Linked DNA regions of Pan troglodytes: region 1 is linked to region 2. A link is a contact called in public Hi-C data. All regions are on one chromosome and are shown on one strand. The core of a region is the stretch at or near the end of the contact, and the rest is flanking DNA. Distances in the headings are between cores, read along the strand shown.

Region 1 (5,652 bases), core at 803-3,302, 170 kb after region 2:
GGGCAACAGAGCGAGACCCTGTCTCAAAAAATAAAAAAAGAAATGAGCTGTCAACCCACGCAAAGACAAGGCAGAAGCTTAAATGTGTATTACTAAGTGAAAAAAAGCCAGCCTGAAAAAGCTGTATATAGTATGATTCCAACTCTATGACATCCTGGAAAAGGCAAAACCATGCAGACAGTAAAAAATGAGTGGTTGCCACGGGTTAAGGAGAGGCAGGGATGAATGCGTGGAACACAGGGAAACTATCCTGCGATAATATGAAGGTGGACACATGTCATTTGGTCAAAAGCATGGGGCTTACAACACAAAGAGAAGTGCAGTAATGTAAACTATGGGTTTAGTTAATAATAATATATCGGCCAGGCGCAGTGGCTCACGCCTGTAATCCTAGCACTTTGGGAGACAGAGGTGGGTGGAAACACCTGAGGTCAGGAATTCGAGACCAGCCTGGCCAACGTAGTGAAACCCCATTGCTACTGAAATATGCAAAAATTAGCCAGGTGTGGTGGCACGTGCCTGTAATCCCAGCTACTAAGGAGGCTGAGGCAGGAGAATCGCTTGAACCCAGGGGGTGGAGGTTGCAGTGAGCCAAGATCACGCGACTGCACTCCAGCCTGGGCGACAGGGCAAGACTCCGTCTCAAATAATAATAATAATAATAATAAAATAATAATAGTAACATATCACATTCATTTATCACTTGTCACAAGTGGACCACACAAATCCAACATGCTACTAACAGAGGAAGCTGGCAGGGAGGGGATGCTGAGGGGTGCTGTAAGAACTCCATGTCCTTTCTGTTCAATTTTTCTATAAACTTTCAACTGTACTGAAAAGAAGAAGCCTATTCATTTTTTTTAAAGCCCACAGAGGCATCCACCAGACACGTGTAGCTTCTGTCTTCCTCCTTGGTGACTCACATTTTGGCCAGGACATACCCCACAATCTTCCCATTCTCGTCCTCAGCAATGTAAGAGAGCTGGTGACAGAGAGGAAAACAGAGTGAGAAAACTTCATGTCGGAGCTAGAAGAGCCCTTTAGAGGGACACAAACTGGACGAGTGGCGAGTTGTGTGATGGCTCATGACCTCTGGGCTGAGTGACTTGGTCTCCCCCTCGCCACACTGTGCCCTGCCCATACCCAGAAAGAAGACGCAAAGTGGGGATCCTGCCCCTATTCTCTGCCCCCTTCAGGCGCCTTCTTTTCCTTTGCCCCTGTCTGCCAGCTGAAAACACCCGGGACGCCACCGACCATACAGCCCCCTGGGCTCTGACAGACTTGTCCACTCCCTCCAAGATGGCCAGATGGGATTTTCCTCGGCCTGCTTTCCCCCATGCCCAAATTCAGAAGCTGCCCACCTGGGGCCAGGAAAGGCCATGGTAGAAGTAGTATTTCATCTGGTAGTTCTCGGGCAGGCAGAGGAGGTTGCAGTGCTGCATGTTCATTAGGTCCTCTGGCTGCAGGGAAGGAGGGCAGTGGAACGCGCTCAGTCTAAGGCGGCGGTGACCACGGGTGAGAACCCTGCTCCCCGTCGGTCTGCTCGGCCCCCCTCCCTCGGGGCTGGGCAGGCACTGTGACGATCTGACTTTGCACAACGCCCGGAGCACAGGAACAGGAGTGGGCGCCCCGGAGGTCCCCGGAGCCCACCCAACGGAGGCCCGACATCACGCAAACAGGAGGGAATCGCAGCCCCGGCCCCGCGCCCCGGCCTCTTCGGCGGGCTGGGCCAGCCCCATAGGTCCAGCGGCCGCAGGCACACTCAGGGCCACCGGGCCGGGCTCGGCCGGGGCCCTCGGGAGCATGCGCAGCAGCCACCCGGCCCGGCGCCCACGCGGCGCGGACAGCCTCCCGCCCCGGGCGCTCACCCTCGCATTGCGGATGTTCATAACGGCGGCGGGGCTCGCGGGTCCCAGCGGATCGTGAAGGCGCAGTCAGCTGCCGCCGCGCTCCGAAGCGACGCCGGGACGGCCGGGGCTGGGACCGGAGCTGGGCTCGCTGGGCGACGGCGGAAGGGGCGGTGCGCGCCGGGCCGGCCACCGGCCGGAAGTGCACGGCCGCCGGGCCCGTCCTCCCGGCCGCTTGGCCAATGCGCGGGACAGGCCAGCGCACGGGGCGGGCCAATGCGCGGAGCCGGTCAGCGCGGGGCGGGCCTGGGGGCGGGGCGGGCGCTGCCCCGGAGCTGGAGCCGGCCCCTCCCTCGGCGCGGCAGCCCCCCTCCCGCGAGCCCACAGACGCGCGCACAGCCGCAGGTGGAGCGGACTCAGCCTTTATTCCGCGCCTCGGCAGGCGGGGGTGGGGGCGGGGGTGGGGGCGGGGGTGGGGGCGGGGGCGGGGGCGGGGCGGCTCAGCAGGGCGCCCAGCATCTCCTCGCACATGGCTAGGCACCGCGGCACGTGGAAGCAGCCTGCGGGTAGAGGCGGGCAGGTAGTGCGGGCCGGGCGCAGCCGAGAGGCGCAACCCCTGCGGCCCCGCCCTCTCCCCCACTCACCTTTGAAAGGACCTCCCTTGATGGAGAGGGCCACCTTGCCCTCTCGGCTCAGGTAGCCAAACCATTCCCCGTACTCGGGATCGCGAAACTGGAATAACAGAGACAGTGACAGCTAGCGCCTGCAGGACCCGCCCAGATGCCACTGCATCGCTACCAGGGGTCAGAGCCTGGGTTGACCCCAGGTGACGTGGCTCCAGAACCAGCGATCTTAACCGCGACACTGCGTCCTCCACAAAGATGAAAGCAGGGGTGGGCGCAGCAGGCAGGCTACAACTATATAACCGACTGGGCAAGGGGATGAGACACTGCTAGATGGAATGAAAGAACTCTGCCCTGGGGTGTAGAAACGTTCTCTATCGGGCCGGGCGCTGTGGCTTGCGCCTGTAATCCCAGCACTTTCGGAGGCCGAGGCGGGCGGATAACCTGAGGTCAGGAGTTCAAGATCAGCCTGGACAACATGGTGAAACCTCATCTCTACTAAAAATACAAAATTAGCCGGGCGTGGTGGCACGCACTTGTAATCCCAGCAGTATACTCGGGAGGCTGAGGCGGGAAAATAGCTTGAACACAGGAGGCGGAGGTTGCAGTGAGCTGAGATCACGCCATTGCGCTCCAGCCTGGGTGACAGAGCGAGACTCCATCTCAAACAAACAAACGAACAAACAAACAAACAAAAAAGTTCTCTATCATGATTGTAGTCGTGGTTACGTTGATTCAAAGAAACAAAGAACCCGGCCGGGTGCAAAGGCTCACACCTGTAATCCCAGCACTTTGGGAGGCCGAGGCGGGCGGATCACAAGGTCAGGAGATCGAGACCATCCTGGCTAACACAGTGAAATCCCGTCTCTACTAAAATACAAAAAATTAGCCGGGAGTGGTGGCGGGCACCTGTAGTCCCAGCTACTCGGGAGGCTGAGGCAGGAGAATGGCGTGAACCCGGGAGGCGGAGCTTGCAGTGAGCCAAGATCGCGCCACTGCACTCCAGCCTGGGCAACAGAGCCAGACTCTGTCTCAAAAAAAAAAAAAAAAAAAAAGGGAAAAGAAAAGAAACAAAGAACCCTGATGGAGGCGACGACCTGTCATGAAACTCTTAAGAAGTGACTCCCTTGGAGCTCCCATTCCCGGCTTCACAGGCCTGTCTTCCAGTAGATGCACAATCTCATCTGACTCCTGTGCTGGCTCACCATTGGTCCCAAACTCATCTCCCCCTCCCTCTGCCCCTGCCCAGTGCCCATTCCACTCTCTTTCCTTCTCTCTCCACTAGCATTCCATGGGGCACCTGTCTCAGGGAGGCTTGTCAGTTCAGCCCCTTCTCAAAAGGATCATGGAATCAATTACATTGAAGTCCACTATGAAAATGTCTCTTTAAATGGTGGCCCATAAGAGTTGGTGTATTCTTCTTTGTAGGAAGTAAAACTAGTCCTGGGCTGGGCACAGTGGCTCACGCCTATAATCCCAGCACTTTGAGAGGCCGAGGCGGGAGGATCACTTGAGGCCAGGAGTTTAAGACCAGGCTGGGAAACATAGTGAGACCCCATCTATACAAAAAAAAAAATTAAAGAATTAGCTGGGCGTGATGGCACACAGCTGTAGTCCCAGCTACCTGGGTGGCTGAGGTGGAAGGATCGCTTGAGCCCAGGAGGTTGAGGCTGCACTGAGCCATGATTGTGCCACTGCACTCAGCCTGGGCGATAGAGACCCTGTCTCAAAATAAATAAATAAATAAAAACTAGTTCTGTGTGTATTCATTCTATCTTTTGAGTTACATTGTTCAAGTCCTTACTTATTTTTTGACTGCTTGACATGACACAGGAAGGTAAAGAAGAATTTCCTTCAATGTCTGGATTTTTGCCTTCTGTATTCTGTTATGTTGGTTGATGCATAATGACTTACCTGTTTTTTTGTTTGTTGGTTGGTTTTTTGGTTTTTGTTTTTTTAAGACGGAGTTTCGCTCTTGTCACCCAGACTGGATGGAGTGCAGTGGCGTGATCCCAGCTCACTGCAACCTTCACCTCCCAGGTTCCAGTGATTCTGCTGCTTCAGCCTCCTGAGTAGCTGGGATTACAGGCACCGGCCACCAAGCCCGGCTAATTTATTTATTTATTTATTTATTTATTTATTTATTTATTTTATGGAGTTTTGCTCCTGTTGCCCAGGCTGGAGTGCTTCCCGGGTTCAAGTGATTCTCCTGCCTCAGTCTCCCCAGTAGTTGGGATTACAGGCACCCGCCACCACACCCGGCTAATTTTTTGTATTTTTAATAGAGATGGGGGTTTCACCATGTCAGCCAGGCTGTTCTCGAACTCCTGACCTCAAGTGATCCGCCTGCCTCGGCCTTTCAAAGTGCTGGAATGACAGGCGTGAGCCACCGCGACCAGCCCAATTTTTGTATTTTTAGTAGAGACGGGGTTTCACCATGTTGGCCAGGCTGGTCCAGAACTCCTGACCTCAGGTGATCCACCCGCCTCAGTCTCCCAAAGTGCTGAGATTACAGGCATGAGCCACCATGCCCAGCTGATTTACCTGTTGATTATAACTTTCGTAATTGTTTAATGTCATCTATATCTTATTAAAATGTATTCCTTCAATTTCATTTTTGAGTTAGAACTGGTGGCCCCTAACACACACTCTATGAATGCATTAAATATTAAGATATAGCTGCAGGTCTAACAACCCTGCTGCTTTGGAAGTAGTGATGAATATATGTGATACTTGCAGATGTCTCTCTAACTGCAATGCAATATAAACACATCTGGATTTCTATCGGTGACAAAGCCAGGCACTTCTATTACCAATGTGGTTCATTGCCTCCACTCATAATGGCAGCAAATGCTAGTTTCAGTTAGAGGTTAGTACAAATAAAGATGTGATTCTCCGCCCCCGGTTTCGAAGCTCACAGACCCCAGAATAAGATCCCCTGCTATAGTCCTCGCAGTACCAGGGTTCACCAGTGGAGTCGGAGTCGTGGCTTTAGAAACGCATGATGAATCTTCATTCATTCACCACCCAGGCCTTGCCACCACTGGGTGCCATGCCCTTTCCACTGGGTGCCATGCCCTTTCCACTGGGTGCCATGCCCTTTCCTGTGTTCAGCAGCTCGAGTTGCCTCCTGGGCAGCAGTCAAGACAGCTTATCACTCTGCTCCTAGCACTTGGGCTTCA
Region 2 (5,487 bases), core at 2,958-5,457:
TGGTTTTACAGATGATCTCCAGCAAACATGGAAGTAACTGATCATCTCCATCTTAGACTAACTGTTCCAGTGAACAGCTGAAAAAGGAAATACTGCCTCAACTCACTTTACGATGTCTTGATACCAAAACCAGACGAGGATAATAATACGAGGCTAAAAAAAAAAAAAAAAAAAAACCACCCAATCCAGAATTGTATATGAAAAAAATACATCACGCAAAGTTGAGTTTAGTCCAGAAAATACAAGAGTGGTTTAACATTTAAAAATGAATTAATGTAATTTGCCACATTAACAGATTAGAGGAGGAAAACCCTGTGATCATATTAATGCATTCAGAAAAAGCATTTTATAAAAATTCAACATATAGCACACTAGGAATGGGAGGGAGCTTTCTAAATCTGATAAACATATCTATCGAATGCTCCCTGCAAACATCATACTTAATAATGGAACACTGAGAATGCCTCCTATGCTTTTTTTTTTTTTTTTTTTTGGAGACAGAGTTTCGCTTTTGTTGCCCAGGCTGGAGCGCAATGGCTCGATCTTGGCTCACCGCAACCTCGGCCTCCTGGGTTCAAGCGAGTCTCCTGCCTCAGCCTCCCAAGTAGCTGGGATTACAAGCATGGGCCACCATGCCCGGCTAATTTTTTTGTATTTTTAGTAGAGACAGAGTTTCTCCATGTTGGTCAGGCTGGTCTCAAACTCCTGACCTCAGGTGATCCACCCACCTCAGCCTCCCAAAGTGCTGGGATTACAGGCGTGAGCCACCATGCCCGGCGCCTCCTATGCTTTCATTCAAAGGAAGTAAAAGCAAGAGAAAGCAAGTCCAGGGAAGTAAAGCAAGGAAACGAAATCAGCCGGGCACAGTGGCTCACGCCTGTAATCCTAGCACTTTGGGAGGCCAAGGCAGGTGGATCAGGAGTTCCAGATCAGCCTGGCCAACATGGTGAAACCCTGTGTCTGGTAAAGATACAAAAATTAGTCAGGCATGGTGGTGGGTGCCTGTAGTCCCAGCTTCTTGGGAGGCTGAGGCAGGAGAACTGCTTGAACCAGGGAGGCGGAGGTTGCAGTGAGCCAAGATTGTGCCACTATATTCCAGCCTGGGTGACAGAGCCAGACTCTGCCTCAAAAAAAGAAATCAAAGCTAAAAAGACTGGAATAGAAGAAACAAAATGGTCATTACTTGCAGATGATAGGATTGTGTACGCAGAAAATCAAAAAGAATCCACAAAGAGAACTCAAACATAATTATTAGACTTAATATGAGAGTTTACAAGGTTACTTGATACAAAATCTGTACATAGAAATCCATTGTTTTTCTATATACCAGCAACACACAGTCTGAATGGGAATTCAAAAGAAGGTAGCCAGGCGCAGTGGCTCACAGGCTCACGGGCCAGCACTTTGGGAGGCCAAGGCGGGAGGGCCGCTTGAGTCCAGGAGTTTGAGACCAGCCTGGGCAACATAGCGAGACCCTGTCTCTACAAAAAAATTACAAAATTAGCCAGGCACTGTGGCGCCTGCCTGTAGTCCCAGGTGTTTGGGAGGCTAAGGTGGGAGGATCGCTTGAGCCCAGGAGGCTTCAGTGAGCCATGATTGCGCCAATGCACCCCAGCCTGCACGACAGAGCGAGACCCCGTCTCAAAAAAAAAAATCAGATTGATAAATGCTATGATATTAAAATTAAGACTTTCTGTTTATCACATGATACATCAGCAAACCGAGAAGACAAGTAACAGGTAGGCCGAAGACATACACCCCAGGGATTGGTATGGAAAATACAGAACACCTGCAAAGTGTAAGCCAAGACATGCATGGGCATTTGACAGAAGAAATGAAAAGTGCTGCAATATGGCCGGTGGTCAAGGAATGCCGATTCAAAACCCAGCAGGGCACCATTTCACACCCACTGTATGCGCAGAAACTCTCAAGTCTGCTCTCTGGTGTACGTGAAGACGTGGTGCAGCAGTGGCAGTGGGGGTGTCCGCTGGGATGCCAGCATGGAGAGCTACGTCTTCAGCCCAGCAAACGTGAAGCCCACGTCCCACTGACCCAACGAGTCCCCTTCCAGCATTGAGAAGCCTGGCACACAGCAAGGAGACGACACCAGATCAGTTGACGCTGCCTTCCCATCCCTTGGTGAGGGGACCCGGCCATTGCAGGATACATCCAGCACGACTCCCCTGACATAAGATGTTCCGGTTCCCCAAACCAGCCTAGATCCTTTCTGGTTACACCAGCTTCAGACCAGGGGCTGCCATAGCCACGCCTCTTATCTGCTCAGAAAGCGTAGAAGGTGCATTTGCAGGCCATATACACACATATTTATAAAAATGGTGCTGCCTGTGGATGGATTTATTTTCTTTTTTCTTTCTTTCTTTTCTTTTTTTTTTTAAAGACAGAGTCTTGCACTGTCACCCAGGCTGGAGTGCAATGGCACCATCACAGCTCACTGCAGGCACCAACTCCCAGGCTCAGGCGATCCTCCCACTTCAGCCTCCCAAGTAGCTGGGACTACAGGCTCGCACCACCATGCCTGGATAATTTTTAAATTTTTTTTATAGAGATGGGGGTCTCACTATGTTGCCCATGCTGGTCTAGAACTCCTGGGCCCAAGTGATCCTCCTGCCTTAGGCTCCCAAAGTGCTGGGATTACAGGCGGGAGCCACGACGCCCAGCCTGATTTATTTTCTTCTGTGGAAAGGAAGGAGAAACCCATTCCCCATGCCAGATTGCAGGCGTCTGTCTCATCCGGGGCCAGCAAGGACATGTGTGTGTGTGTTGGGGTAGGCATGGGGGGAAGGACAGGGAGAGGGAGAGAGGCCAGCTGGCTCCCCCAAGCCTCCCCTCCTGGAGCTTCTAGATCCCTCCCTGGCTCCTTCAAGGCTGCCTGGCCTTCCTGTTGGGGAGAGACCCCTCACCGGCTGCTCACTCGCTTTTTGGTGGTCCTTCCCATGGGCCTGCCTGGTTTGCCTCCACATCCTCAGCGGCTGCAGGTGAGAAGCTGTGGATCTGGGGCCCAGTGGTCCAGAGCGTGGCCCGTGCCAGAATGCCCAGGTTCAAATCCCATCTCTGTGGAATGCACTCTGAAGAAACAACGTCAGGTCATGGCCCTGGGCAAGTTACCCACCTCTGTGCCCCATTTCTCTCCATGCAGGTTGGAAAGAATGACACAGCTGCTCAGGGAAGCACCCATACCCCGAGTCTGCTGGGCCTTTGAGCTCCAGGGCCAACACCTGGCCCTATACCCTGGCCGCCCCCAGGGCTCCAGCCACCTGAGCCAAGCTTCTCACCCCCAGGCCTCCCCAGCCCCATCACCATTTCCTCCTCCCTCATGGGCCCCTCAGTCTTACCGTCCTCCCACTTCCGCCAGCCCCTCTGTGGATGGCCCTGCCACAGGGGGAACAGTGCCCCAGCAGAAAAGCCCCAGGGTCGCCTGGATTCTCCTGCCTTCACCTCCTGCCCTGGGTCCAACGCACAGTCTTCAGAATGCTGCCTCCCCAGAGCGCCTCTAGAACGCGCCCGCCTCTCTCCATGCCCATGACCACCACTGGACCAGGCCTCCCCACATTCTCTGCCCCAGTGCCACCAGCTTGCAGTTGCCCATGGCGAGACAAGTTCAAGTTCTCAAGCCTGGCTACAAAGACCCCACCTGATTTGCTGACCTCCGCCACACCCTGGGAGACGGCCCTTGACCAACCTTGTGTTCCAGTCGGTGGGAAACACTGGTTTTTCCTCAACGCCACGTGGGCATGTCACGTGCAGGCCTGGCCTGGGGTAGGCCTCAGCTCCATCTCCTGCCCAACGCCTGCCAAGGTTCATGGTTCAAGGTCATGTAGCCTGACGGTTAAGTGAAGGGGCCCTGTGATTGACTCAGCCTTGCCACATACTAGCTGTGTGACTTTATTCAAGTTTCCTAACCTCCTGTGCCTCAGTTTCCCAACCTGTGTTTGTTTCCGAATGGTGCCAGTGCCAAGCCCAAGCCTGGCATCCAGTAGGTGCTTCGTGCCAGGTTATGGAATGCCCACCCAATAGGAGGGCGCTGCCGTCTCTCACCTGCCAGGTGCCCACGGTCAGTACGCCATCATGCCCGCTGCGGCCAGCAGAGGGCAGCAACATCCTGCCCTGTGCCATTGGGCAAAGGGGCGGGCGGAGAGAGGCTGGGCTGCCTGGCCAGGCTTGTTGGGATGAGTCGGACTGGGCACGATTGCATTGTGGGGAGGGAGGCTGGGGCTCTGTGAGACGTGCTCCTGGCACCGCCAGCTGCTACTTGGCCCTCGCTGGTGGCCCACCAGGTAGGCAAGAGCTGGGGCAGGCTTGGGCTTGGGCTTGGGGTGCAGGGGCTACCAGGCCTCAGGGCAAGGCATCAGGGTGTGCTTGGGCCAGGGAGAAGCTAGGGTCTCAGGGCCAACTGGCTGGGGTCAGGCAAGAGCCCTCGGGTGTCGGCCCAGCCTGACGACGGCACTAGGTGTCTGGGAGCACGGTGTCCCCCAAGTGGTAGCCCTGGGGTTAGGAGGTGGGGAACCATGTTTCTTCCCCGAAATGGGAAAGCCAACGCCAGCCTCGGGCAGGGTACAGGGTAGAGAGGCTGCCCGCCTGGCTCCCCACCCCCACAGCCACCCAACTGGCCCAGCCAGGTGGCAGCAGCCCACTGCCACCTTGCCCTGGAGCCTACTGCTGCCGTGCTGTGGGGGAGGCAGAGACCCCATCCCCAGTGCACCTGCTCCTGTGCCACTGGCCAGGGTGGCCTGTGAGGGTGACAGGGGGTCTAGCTGCTAGGTGCCCCTCCCTTCCCCATCCCCTGCATGGATGGCATCTAGGCCAGCAGGACGGTGCTTCAGAGGGTGGGGTGGACAGCCCCGGCCTGTGGACCCTCTGCCTCAGCCCATCTCAAGCAGCCTCCTCCCGTGGTCCTGCTCACTGCCACCATGCTGTACCTGGCACCACTTCACCAGTCCCCAGGGGCAGGGCTGGGCTGGGGGTGTGGAGGAAGATCTTTTGGACAAAGGCAGGCATTGAGGGCCAGGACTGGCACTTCACCCAGGCCCCAAGGCTACCAGCCGGCATTTGCAGGGGCTCCAAGGCCCACCCCGTGCCCTTCACAGGGACCCGGGGAGCCAGGGAGGGGCATGCTTAGTGACACAGGGGTTGCAGGGCCAGAGGGGGAGGGCTGGCTGGAGGAAACCCCGGCCCTTTGTCCCCGGATCCCGGGGGTGGCTCCCTGAGGGTGGGAAGTGGCAAGGAGCCCCCTGTCCAGAACAGCCCAGTGGGGGTGACAGCACTAGCGAGTGGGGCCCTGGCCTGGCCTCTGGACAGAGGGAACATTGTTGTGGTGGAGGCAGGGCTGCCTTGGCCTGGCCACTATTGACAAAGCTGCCAGCTGTGAGGGAGCCCGGTCGCCAGGCCCTGGGCGCCACCCCCACCGCCGCCCCTCCTTCCCCAGGCCAGCTCGAATGGGGCTGAGCCTCGACTGTCTCCCTCCCACTC

The links. A called contact is a pair of places that touch in the nucleus more often than the background predicts.
Region 1: a Hi-C map of stem cell-derived neural progenitor cells shows a contact between it and region 2, with 2.9 times the contacts expected there. The contact joins the promoter of NAA10 here to the promoter of PLXNB3 in region 2. A contact is called at or near these places in 2 of 7 Hi-C or Micro-C datasets (induced pluripotent stem cells and stem cell-derived neural progenitor cells) and 1 of 1 datasets of contacts at active chromatin or transcription factors (stem cell-derived excitatory neurons).

Annotation. Positions count from the first base shown.
Region 1 is chrX:151,401,576-151,407,227 of NHGRI_mPanTro3-v2.0_pri, forward strand. NAA10 (N-alpha-acetyltransferase 10, NatA catalytic subunit) reads right to left here and starts at 2,053. Exons shown (of 8, transcript XM_016944567.3): 1 at 1,869-2,053; 2 at 1,362-1,460; 3 at 924-982. The coding sequence starts at 1,889. RENBP (renin binding protein) reads right to left here. Exons shown (of 9, transcript XM_063804730.1): 8 at 2,492-2,579; 9 at 2,182-2,407. The coding sequence ends at 2,271.
Region 2 is chrX:151,225,949-151,231,435 of NHGRI_mPanTro3-v2.0_pri, forward strand. It overlaps PLXNB3 (plexin B3), which reads left to right and starts at 4,208. Exons shown (of 35, transcript XM_016944543.3): 1 at 4,208-4,295. It overlaps LOC134809295 (a long non-coding RNA gene), which reads right to left and starts at 4,197. Exons shown (of 3, transcript XR_010154694.1): 1 at 3,701-4,197; 2 at 3,354-3,464; 3 at 831-3,086.